2 separate regions of the Mus musculus genome follow, and region 1 is linked to region 2. A link is a contact called in public Hi-C data. All regions are on one chromosome and are shown on one strand. The core of a region is the stretch at or near the end of the contact, and the rest is flanking DNA. Distances in the headings are between cores, read along the strand shown. Region 1 has its middle 43 kb from the start of Gm2233. Region 2 has its middle 29 kb from the start of Gm23117.

What was found. Hi-C and Micro-C count contacts between places; a contact is called where the count stands out from the background.
Region 1: a contact with region 2 is called in a Hi-C map of cerebellar granule neurons, with 2.2 times the contacts expected there. The contact joins two enhancer-like sites. A contact is called at or near these places in 3 of 484 Hi-C or Micro-C datasets (Sertoli cells, cerebellar granule neurons and liver), 4 of 115 datasets of contacts at active chromatin or transcription factors (cardiomyocytes, embryonic stem cells, extraembryonic endoderm stem cells and 1 more) and 1 of 9 other capture datasets (embryonic stem cells).

Annotation. Positions count from the first base shown.
Region 1 is chr13:43,988,914-43,994,339 of GRCm38.p6, forward strand. No RefSeq gene overlaps it. Among named protein-coding and RNA genes, the nearest start is that of Gm2233, 43 kb to the left of the region's middle. Within about 2 kb of position 2,003, at least 47 of the 459 cell types and tissues checked have an H3K27ac peak or open chromatin away from gene starts, as enhancers often do. A contact at or near this core is called in cerebellar granule neurons, where this site is marked.
Region 2 is chr13:43,899,344-43,904,387 of GRCm38.p6, forward strand. No RefSeq gene overlaps it. Among named protein-coding and RNA genes, the nearest start is that of Gm23117, 29 kb to the left of the region's middle. Within about 2 kb of position 1,573, at least 38 of the 459 cell types and tissues checked have an H3K27ac peak or open chromatin away from gene starts, as enhancers often do. A contact at or near this core is called in cerebellar granule neurons, where this site is marked.

The DNA.
Region 1 (5,426 bases), core at 753-3,252, 90 kb after region 2:
GGGCATTTTCTCAATTCGTGATCAAGGGTGGAGGGCCCCTTGTGGGTGGTACCATCTCTGGTCTGGTAGTCTTGGGTTCTATAAGAAAACAAGCTGAGCAAGCCAGTGGAAGCAAGCCAGTAAGCAGCATTCCCCCATGGCCTCTGCATCAGCTCCTGCTTCCTGACCTGCTTGAGTTCCAGTCCTTACTTCTTTCAGTGATGAACAGCGATGTGGAAATGTAAGTTGAATAAACCCTTTCCTCCCCAGCTGCTTCTTGGTCATAATGTTTGTGCAGGAATAGAAACCGTGACTAAGACACCTAGGGAGTGGAGATAAGAGGACCAGAAGTTCAAGGTTACCCTCTTTCCACTGGCCATCTGGAGAGAGATCCATGCTTCTGGGAGTAGACAGACTAATACATAGGCCGTCGTGACAATTAAATGAGCGTAATTCTTTCCCAGACCAATGCCTGTCATAGGCTTGACCTTATCTAGTGACAAGATATTAGTGCTTGAATATTGTGTTCTTTTTGGAAGAGTGCAAGGACATACAATTCATCCAAAGGAAGAGAAAAACTGGTGTTACAGACTGGCTTCTTTTCCCTCAAATATTTTGAGCTTGGAAATCTTAACCTCAAATATAGCATTCAATGCATCAAGTACTTCAGAATATGACACGCCATGTATATGTGTATGTGTATGTATTCACACACACACACACACACACATACACACATTACCTGAGGATGCGACACACATTACATACAAAACCTTAGAATGTAACATCTAGTAAATACAGTACTTCTGAATATGAATGTATTTGTCAGCTTTAGAACTGTGACCATATGATAAAATACCGGAGATACTAACCTGGGGCTAAGGTTTATTTGGGGCTACGGTTTCAGAGGTTTCAGTCCATGGCTGACTGGCTCCCTTGCCTTTGGGCCTGTCAAGGAAGAAGCAAACATCAAAGGATAGAGCACATGGTGCAGCAAAGTTGCTCACTTCTCGGCAGCCCGGAAGCAGCAGTGATGGGGGGGGTGGAGAGTGGCGGCCATGGTTCTGGGCTTTTCATATGGTCAGTCCATCAGGTCCCCAAGCTGTCTCTTCTTTGTGCCTCTGTTTATATCTATTGAATCGGTAGTGTTCAGTAAATATCGTTCTGCCTTTGTAAAACCCCGCAGAAGAGTCATTTTATTCCATATGACAGTTGGGAGAAACAACACTGAGAGAGGATAAATCATTTGTCCTTGTCACATTTGTCACTGGGCCGTTGGTCAGCCAGGTGGTAAAGGCAGGAGTGGAGAGTCATTCTTCCTGCTTGCTGAGAGTCTTATTTATCCAGTTACTCTTGCTCGAGCCTCTCTCTCCTATCAGCCAAGGGTCAACGCTCATTGCACTGTTTTTACTAACAAGATTTGACAGTGTACACTTAAAATGTGTCCAGTCAGTTAATACTCATTGAATTCCTGCAATATGCTAGACACCCTGCTGGTATGGAGGCACAGAGCCACTCAGAAAGCCAAAGGGCCAGGAAGCCAGGTGATGTTGTTCTATCCCACGGATCACCTCTCTTGGTGGTGCCATCCCATGTAAGGTGTGATCTAAACAGAATAAGGCCAAGGGACTCTAAGCCTTTATATTCCAGTTCCTGTACCCTCAGAGTCACAGGGGAATCCAGGAAAACATTTCACTTGGCTATGGATGAAATAGATTTCCCCAGTGGCCGGGAAGGAGGTCAAGAAACCTGGCTTGCATCGGCAGCTCTGTCACTGAGCAAGCTGTCTGATGCTCTGGGCTTTGATTTACCCATCTGCCTTAAGCAGAGGACCACATCTCTGTGTTACCTTCTCACTTTTAACACTTCATCAATTCAACTCCATTCGACCCCTCAAACGGAATGCACCCCGAGGCCGAGAGCGTGGGGTGTTGGCATGGTTTTTCTCAGGCTGCACCATGGCTCTCCTGTGACAGGGCTGGCTAATCAATTCTCCCAGCTCACGTGCCGCTGACGGATGGGTCATTTGGAGAAGCTGTGCCTTGTTAGTGAGGCTGAGTGCTGCAAGAGACATGGCTGCCTCCCAAATCTGACGTATGCTGAGTTACCAGCTTACACGTTTCCCTGGGAAGGCAAAACACACGTCAAGAAACTGCAAATTGAATTCTCTCCCTCCGTGCAGAGGATCTGCTTGTGTTTTTATAAAGAGTAAAATCAGAAGTAGATGCACCACATTTCCTTTTGCGGAATCTGTATTTTTAGAATGATTACTTGAGCATGAGACACAGATACGGTTTTTAAAACACACGCCAGTTGGTGCCGTGTGTTTAAGAGGCAGGCCAGGTAGGAACGTCTTGTTTTTGTTGCTTTGTTTTCCAAGGAGCGTCTAAATTCCTCTTTGTAATTTGCCGACTGCAAATGGCTGTGCCCGTTTTGTGCCAAGTATATGAATTATACCGTGGCTCATCCTTGAACAGTGTCCTTGCTGTACCTTCTGCTGTACCCACTTTGTGAATGGGCAGCTGGAGTTCAGGTGAATTATGTCATTGATACAGTCATTTGAATAGACATTTGACAGTCATTTGAATTCTAGTTAATTCCACATGTTTATGCTATCTCTACCCCATATAATACCTGGAAGAGGAAACTGGATTGATCATTCAGATAGCATAAAACATGCCAGGAATTAGCAAAAGGGGGCTTCTCTCTTCTTCCCAGAATGCAGGAGAGGGCTCTGAGCAGATCTCTTCACAATGCCATACAAGCCTTAGAAAAAGGTACTCCCTCCCCTGACGCCCTTACCTAGCTGCTGGGCTGCAGACACCGCTGTAAGAAGCAAACTTCACATGGCAGCCTGTCAGCGGCTGTGGGCAAACACTGGAAGACGACTGCATTATTTATGATCATTATTTATTTTCTGGTGTTCAAATATTTACCTTTCTTTCTTTTCTTTTGCAAACAGTTTAGTGGGCAGTGGGGAAACCCTGCCTCCTGCTAAAGAGGTTGAGCTTTGTTTCCGGAGGCCAAGTCCAGTTAAAGACGCTGACCACGCTTCCCAGAGCTGGGCTGGCCAAAAGCCAGCAAAGAGTACTGCCTCATTCTTGTGACTACATTGCTTCAAAGAATGAGTTGGCTTATCCTGAAGGGATTCTCTTCTAATGAATTGGCTGTCAGTCTGGGCTGCGCCCTTGCCTGGCATCTGTCCCACTGGTTACTCAGACCTTGGTTTGTTTGTTTGTTTTGTTTTGTCTTTTGTCTGCTTCTGTCATCATTGATCTATGATGTTTAGACTTAGGTTAATGTGGTAGTTAACGTTCAACTTGGTTAGATTTAGAATCACTTAGGAGCCATAACTCTGCGTAGGCCTTTAGTGTTTCTCCCAAATGGACTAATGTGGGTGGTGGAGTCCCAAGATGATTAAAAAAAAATCAAGTATGGAGATCTCTGTTCATCTCCATCTACTTCCTGACTGTGGATATGGCGTGACCAGCCACTCCACACTTCCACCATCTTGCCTTTGCTTCCATGATATACTGTATCCCTTCAGATCATGAGCCAAGATCTCTTCAGAAATAAGAATACTTCTCCCTTCAAGTGCTGTTTTTCAGGGATTTGATCACAGGAATAAAAAAAAAAAAGTAATTTCAAGTGGGCTGGATTTGTAACTCAGTTTGTTGAATGTTTATCTAGTATCCATGAAGCCTAGTGTTTGAGCCCTGCATAGTGGTGTATGGTGGCGCACGTCTGTAATCCCAGCACTCTGGAGATAGGGGCAGGAGGGTCAGAAGGTCAAGGTCATCCTTGCCTACACAGTAAGTTCAAGGCCAGTCTGGGATATATGAGATCATGTCTTCTTCTTTAAAGAAGGAAGAAACGGAGAGGAAGAGGAAAAGGAGGAAGAGGAAGGAAGAAAAGGAAAAGGAGGAGAAGGAGAGAAAGAGGAGGGAGAGGAGGAAGAGAAAGAGAAAAAGAAGGAGAAGTAGCAGGAAGAGGAAGAGGAGGAAGAGAAGAAGAAGAGGAGAAGGAGGAGAAGAAGGAGGAGGAGGAGAATAGAAGCAGCTAACATGAGGACTAATATATACTATATCTCTTTTCCAAACAAGATGAAAATACTGAGAAATATTAAAGAAAACCATTTCACAAATGAGAAAAAACTTTAAACTTCAAACAACATTCAAATTCTTCATAGAGCACTGGCCACACACCAGCTCACTCCCTAGTAAGAGTATTGTCTGGGGCATGTGCCAGCAGATGCAGAGTAGTGGACTGAAGTTCAAGAGGCTGAATCACCTGTTACAGGTCTCTTGGAATCTAGCTGCACAGTGTAGCTTGCTGACACTCAGGGCAGTGAGCAGAGGAGCCCTGAGAGAGGCTGGAGAGAGAGCCATGGGAGCCAGCCTCTAGTCCTCTTAGTATTCTAGTTGTGCTAATCCATCCTTCTACCTGTAGCTTATTAGTGACTTAGCATCAGAACACACCGTAGTCTTTACCATGAATAATGGTTTCATATGGTTGGTTGGTTGTTTGGAATAGATATGTTTACTTATGGATAGCAAAATGAACGACGTCGGTCAGGTGACTTGGAGACAACTCAAGCTGAAAGAGGAAAGGGGGCGGGCAAGAGAGGAGAAGAGCCATGGAACTTCCTGGGGGGGGGGGGTGTAGAAAATCAGCTCTTCTGTGAGGGCCAAGTTCTGACCACTGTTAAAAGGATCTTGCAAGCAGCTCAGATCCTGCTTGCTGATGTGTTCTTTCGCTTCTTCTTCCTGGTATAGAAGAGGTCTGGCCTCCTCGGGAAGAGGACCAGAGGTATGTGTTAGCTTCCAGCTCCTATGACAGAATAATTGAGGCCATCGACTTATAAAGAGAAAGGCTTGCTTTAACTGACGATTTTAGAACCTCACTTTATTCTGCTCACCAGTCCTGACCCACATACCTCGTTTCTGCTTGGTTCAGGAGTGTTTGCCAGAGGCCCACATATTCAGGACTGGGTCTTTGGTTCTTGGTCTGGGTTGCTATTGGGAGGTGGTGGAAGCTGGAGGGAAGCCCCAGTCAGGTCGGTAGAGCTCTCCTCTGATGAGGATATTGAGGCCCCAGGCATCTTCTCATCTTCCAGGTCATCACTATGGAGCAGCTCTATTCCACCACACTCTTTCTACCATAGTTTGTCTTCTCTTTCTCCCCCCCTCCCCTCCCCCTCCTCCTCTCTGTCCCTCCCCCCCCTCTCCCCCTCTCTCCCCTTCCCTCTCCCCCTCTCTCTCCTTCCCTCTCCCCCTCTCTTGCTCCCTCCCTCTTCCCTCTCCATACCCCTGCCCCGCCCCCAGCTTCCACAGTGCACATCCAGTATAAATACACTAAACCAAAGGATGGCTTGGGTCCCAGACACAACATGAGAGTTTTACAGCAGAGAAACAGCCCCACTATGTGAACCATTGGTTCTAAGTCTT
Region 2 (5,044 bases), core at 323-2,822:
AATCCTTTTCTCATGACTGTGTCCTTTTTGGCTGGGTGAATATGCTAATTTGGAGAGTGAAGTGTTGGCCATAGTGGGAGGCCTTTCAAACTGTAAACACCAAGTGTGGTAAATGCCAAACAGAATTGTAGGAAAGAATGATGATGAGTTTTGCTGAGCCCCAGTATGACTTTCTTTTTTTTCTTTTCTTTTCTTTTTTTTTTTTAATTCTTGTTGTCTTTTGTGTGTGTGGTTTTTTTTTTGTTGTTGTTGTTTTGTTTTTTGTTTGTTTTTAAGATTTATTTATTTTTTTAATTGGGTATTTATTTCATTTACATTTCCAATGCTATCCCAAAGGTCCCCCACACGCTCCCCCACCCATTCCCCACCCACCTGCTCCCACTTCTTGGCCCTGGCGTTCCCCTGTACTGAGGCATATAAAGTTTGCATGACTAATGGGCCTCTCTTTCCACTGATGGCCGACTAGGCCATCTTCTGATACATAGGCAGCTACAGACACGAGCTCTGGGGGGTACTGGTTAGTTCATATTGTTGTTCCACCTATAGGGTTGCAGACCCCTTTAGCTCCTTGGATACTTTCTCTAGCTCCTTCATTGGGGGCCCTGTGGTCCATCCAATAGCTGACTGTGAGCATTCACTTCTGTGTTTGCTAGGCCCCGGCATAGTCTCACAAGAGACAGCTCTATCTGGGTCCTTTCAAGTCACACACACACACACACACACACACACACTCACACACATGCACACACACATGAATAGTGGTGTGGAAGTGTACAGAGTCCGGTTTGGCAGGACATGCATACATGGGGTGCAGGAAGGATGTCCAAGGCTAAACCTTGGTGCTTTCAGTATATCACAGAGACATGGATTTTCCTTGCTTTCTTTTTTTTAGGACCAGCTGGCAGGGCAATCTTCTTTCTCCTCAGTGCTGGCTTGTGGATTACTGTCCATCTGTCACAGCAAGGAAGAAGAGGAGAGCATCCCACAAGAGCCCTGGGTGCTTGGCCCCACTCCCTGTGAACAAAATGAGATCTGTAGCTTTTGGCAGCAGGGGTAAATCAGTCTGCAGCCCTGTGTCACCCTTAGTCCTTCTCGCCTTCCTTGACAAAGACAAGCCATACCTATCCACACAGATCCCTCTAGACATGGCTGTAAACCCTTCAGAATAATGTGAATGTGTGTCCCATGACACTGTATGTACACTGACTGGATCCTACTGATGTAAGTATCTGGTAGATGTAGACTGTACTAGAACACACTGGGCCAGGAGATCACACATGCTTAAGGAGAAGAAATTATGCTTCTTCACAATGCTTCTCTGTGTAGGTACCGTGGAAACTACCTCAAAGACGACATTACTTCATGCACGAATAACAAACATATCCCCGTTTTACCCAATAGGGAACTAAGGCTCAGACAGGCTATGAACAAGGATGAACTAAGTTATGACAATTTCAAGATCTCCATGGCATAAGACAACAAACGCTATATTTTTCCCAGCCTTCAGGCCTGTGTGGCTCTCCAGGACAGCTGTCCTCTGTGTGGTGACTCAGGGACTCAGCTGCTTCTGTACTGTTGGATCTGTCATCTCAACGTGAAGCTTATGAATTTGCCCCAGCAGGGGAAGTGCGAGACCGGAGACTCTCACAGGGGATTTTCACTGCTTCAAGCCAGGAAGTGATACACGGTACTTGGAGGCAGGAAGATCCTGATTAAATGCTGAGAGACTCGGCCTTCCCAGAAGCACATACCACTGAGTCCTGTGATGTCCTCTAGAGAGAAGGAAAGTAACATTCACCGCCCTTCATCAGGGTCATCGTTGCACGCTGTTCTGCAGTCTGAATAATTCTCCTCTGTCACGCAGACTGGCTCCCTTCATACTGAGTGGTCCATCTGTTGAAGGCAAGGGTGCTGACAGTGTCCAGGACGGTGTTCAGTGCCATTGTTATTGATTTAGCATCTGAAACACCTTTGCTGGGTTCTTTCTTCTGGTCCCCCCTTCTTCTTCCATCCTCTCCCGTCCTCCCTCTTCCCTCTTCCACCCATCCCTCTCTTCTTTCTCAGACTTCCCAGGGAGGGATCTAGTTGGCTCAGTTTAGGATTCCTGTTCTCTCTAGAGGAATCAGCTCTGCATGGAAGAGAGAGGAGGAAGGACACCTTACAAGGACATGGGAACGAGGAAAGAAGGATGAACTCCAGGGCAAAAGTCATCGGAGATAGTGAGTGGCAGAATGAAGATGTGGACCTAAGTCTGGCGCCAAGGTTTTTTTTTCCTATTTATTATGCAAATAGCCTCCTAAAATAAGACTGGGTCCTATCTATAGGAGCAACAAATTCTGTAGTAAGCTATGAATTTTAGCTAAGACTGTGAAAAGTTATTTAATTTCATTAGCTGATAGGGAAATGAGGGGCTGGTCACCAGAAATACAATGAAAAACCAAGATGTAGACGATGATGTGGAGAAGCAAGGACCCTGGCCTTCTAAAAATCATCGCAGAGAACTCTTTGACAGAATTTAAACATTTCGGTTGCATGTGCCCCTTGTCAATGACTTAGCATCCCACTACCAGAGAAGAAAAAGGAGTGTGTGACCATAAAGAGACTTAGAAAAGCATCCTGCCTTCACGAGTAATCGCCAAAAATCAGAGCACTCACATACTCATCAACAGGGTGAACAAGTTGGGTTAACACTCACCCACAAAAAGAATGGTATTCGTGATATCTGCAACAAAGGAGAAGAAGCTCAAAAATATGCTAGGCCCAGAAGTGAGAAACATGCAGAGATTCTACAGCTCTAACTGTGATAGGCCCAAAAGTGAGACACATGTACGGACTCTACAGCTCTAACTTTGAAAGACCTGTGCTAGGCATACTGATCTCCAGTGCTAGAATGGTGGGTATCTGTGGGGTAAGAATTGAGTAGAAAGGAGGAAAAAGGAAAATTCTGGAATAATGGTAGTAGGTTGGTAAATTAAGTGTGGTGGTTATACAGGTGACATTTGGGCCAAACATATTGACTTGTATACTTACAGTATGTAGCTCACACTCTATAAAACCTGTACCTAGGAATGATAGCTATAGATCCCAACCAATTGCTTTCTCATCCTTGTTTAAGTCCTTTATACACTGGATCATTATTGCCAGGGACAGTAGTCATTTGGCTTGAAGAAACCCTTAAGAACTGTTGTGGGCTACACATAAATGGGTGTGTCTCCCTGTGTGGATGAGTGGCTTGTCTAAAGCAGAGTCTTTCATTCTGGAAGTGCCTGTGACTCACAGGAGGAGACCATGAGCTGATAGTCACATTCTCATCAGAGCAGAAGGCAGAGCTAGACAAGGGCTGGGATTTAGGCGGGTGTGGGTTTGAGTCCTGCCTCAGCATTACCCATCTACTAGACATTGAACAAACTGCACAGCTTCCTATCACCTCACCTGTAGGTGAGAACTACACAATACTCATAGATTCTACAGGGGATCAGAAGAGGACATGCATGCAGACTTTGACATTAAAGATAAACTGAGGATCTCTATCGTATTCTACATGGTTTGGGAATTTGACTCAGACGTCCGATAGAAAGTTCCCCAAACATTTCCCCTAAATACCTTTGTCCCACTAATTGGACAAGGAAGTATGGGATACAGAAGGAGGACTTGGTCCCTGGGTTTACATCTTTTACACTGCCCACAAGATGACTGTTTCCTCCCACCCCAACATCATCTCCTGGTCCCACCTGTCTCCTCAGATCTCTGAGAAGCTCTCAGTGGCCAGTTTCAAATGATCAAGATGGAATCACTCTACTTACATCCTCAGGATCTGGGTTAGCTCAAGATAGCTTAAGACCTCAAGTGGAAATGCATGGAGAGTGAGAACTCAGGCCAGGGCAGACACACCCGTCTAGTTCACTTGGGTATTAGGTGTGGGGTCTGTGCCAATCTGATACTCAAAGTGCAGAGTCAATATGGGAAATTCTTATAAAGGAGATAAGTCCCAGAAGAGCCCAGGTTGTATCGTGTGCTATAACACTGTGTTCTCCTCTGACCCCTGTTCCTAAGACAAACTGGGGACAATATCTAAGTGCCACCTTTCACAGCTAAGGAATCACTGTGACACTGAAAAAAAACAAAAACAAAGAAACAATAAAACACCTACCATTCCAGGCTTCTGTCAGATCTGGGAACAGAACTCAGGTTGCCAAGGACACATGACTCCCACACATGGCCATGGCCAGCATCCAGCTGCCTCTGTCTTCTCTTTTGTTGGCATCAGTTCAGGTCAGGCCTTGTACAGCCCTACTAAAAGGCAGTTTCCTACCATTCTGGCACCCAGTGCCACCTTCTTTGAATGAAGCCAGCTACTTTTTGGTGTAGGGCATTCTCTGCCCTGGGGATGCTTGCTTTTCCTGAAGTCTAGCAGACATAAGCTCAGGCCTCTGAAGCATTAATAACCATTCTTGGTCATTTCCCCAAGTATTTAATGTGGCAACTTATCTGAAAAGTTTAGTCAAGGACTTGATACTGAGTCTTTAAGACAGATCCATCAGCTATTGTTCTTAGTGTATTTTCTGATTATAATAAATTTTGTGTTGGTCTCCGGATTGCTGCTTCTAGGCGACTATCTTGAGTCTTACATTAGATTGTCATTTCTGTGAAAAGGAAGACAGCATATATATTCTACTGATATGTTGCCCATTGCATTGAGGGTAGGCCTGGGGTTTGGGGACACTATCAATAACAGCTTAGGAAGGGATTAGAGGTGACTTACAGGGGACTTGGCTTGCTTTTCCATAAACCTATATTTATGTCATGCGCAGATGATCTGAGCCAGCCCTGTGTTGTGATGCTCTTTCCCAGAATGTCACACTGGGGACATGTTTTCTGCATGCAGATGGATGTTTGTATGTGTGGCAGCTTCACGTTACACTTTTATTTCCATTCCAAAGCATTTGTTTCTTTTCAGTAGTTCCAGAATCAACAAAGGCTGTTAGGGTATTTGTCACTCTCTCCCTTTCTCAAAGAGGACAAAGGATGGAGGCATTATTTTGGA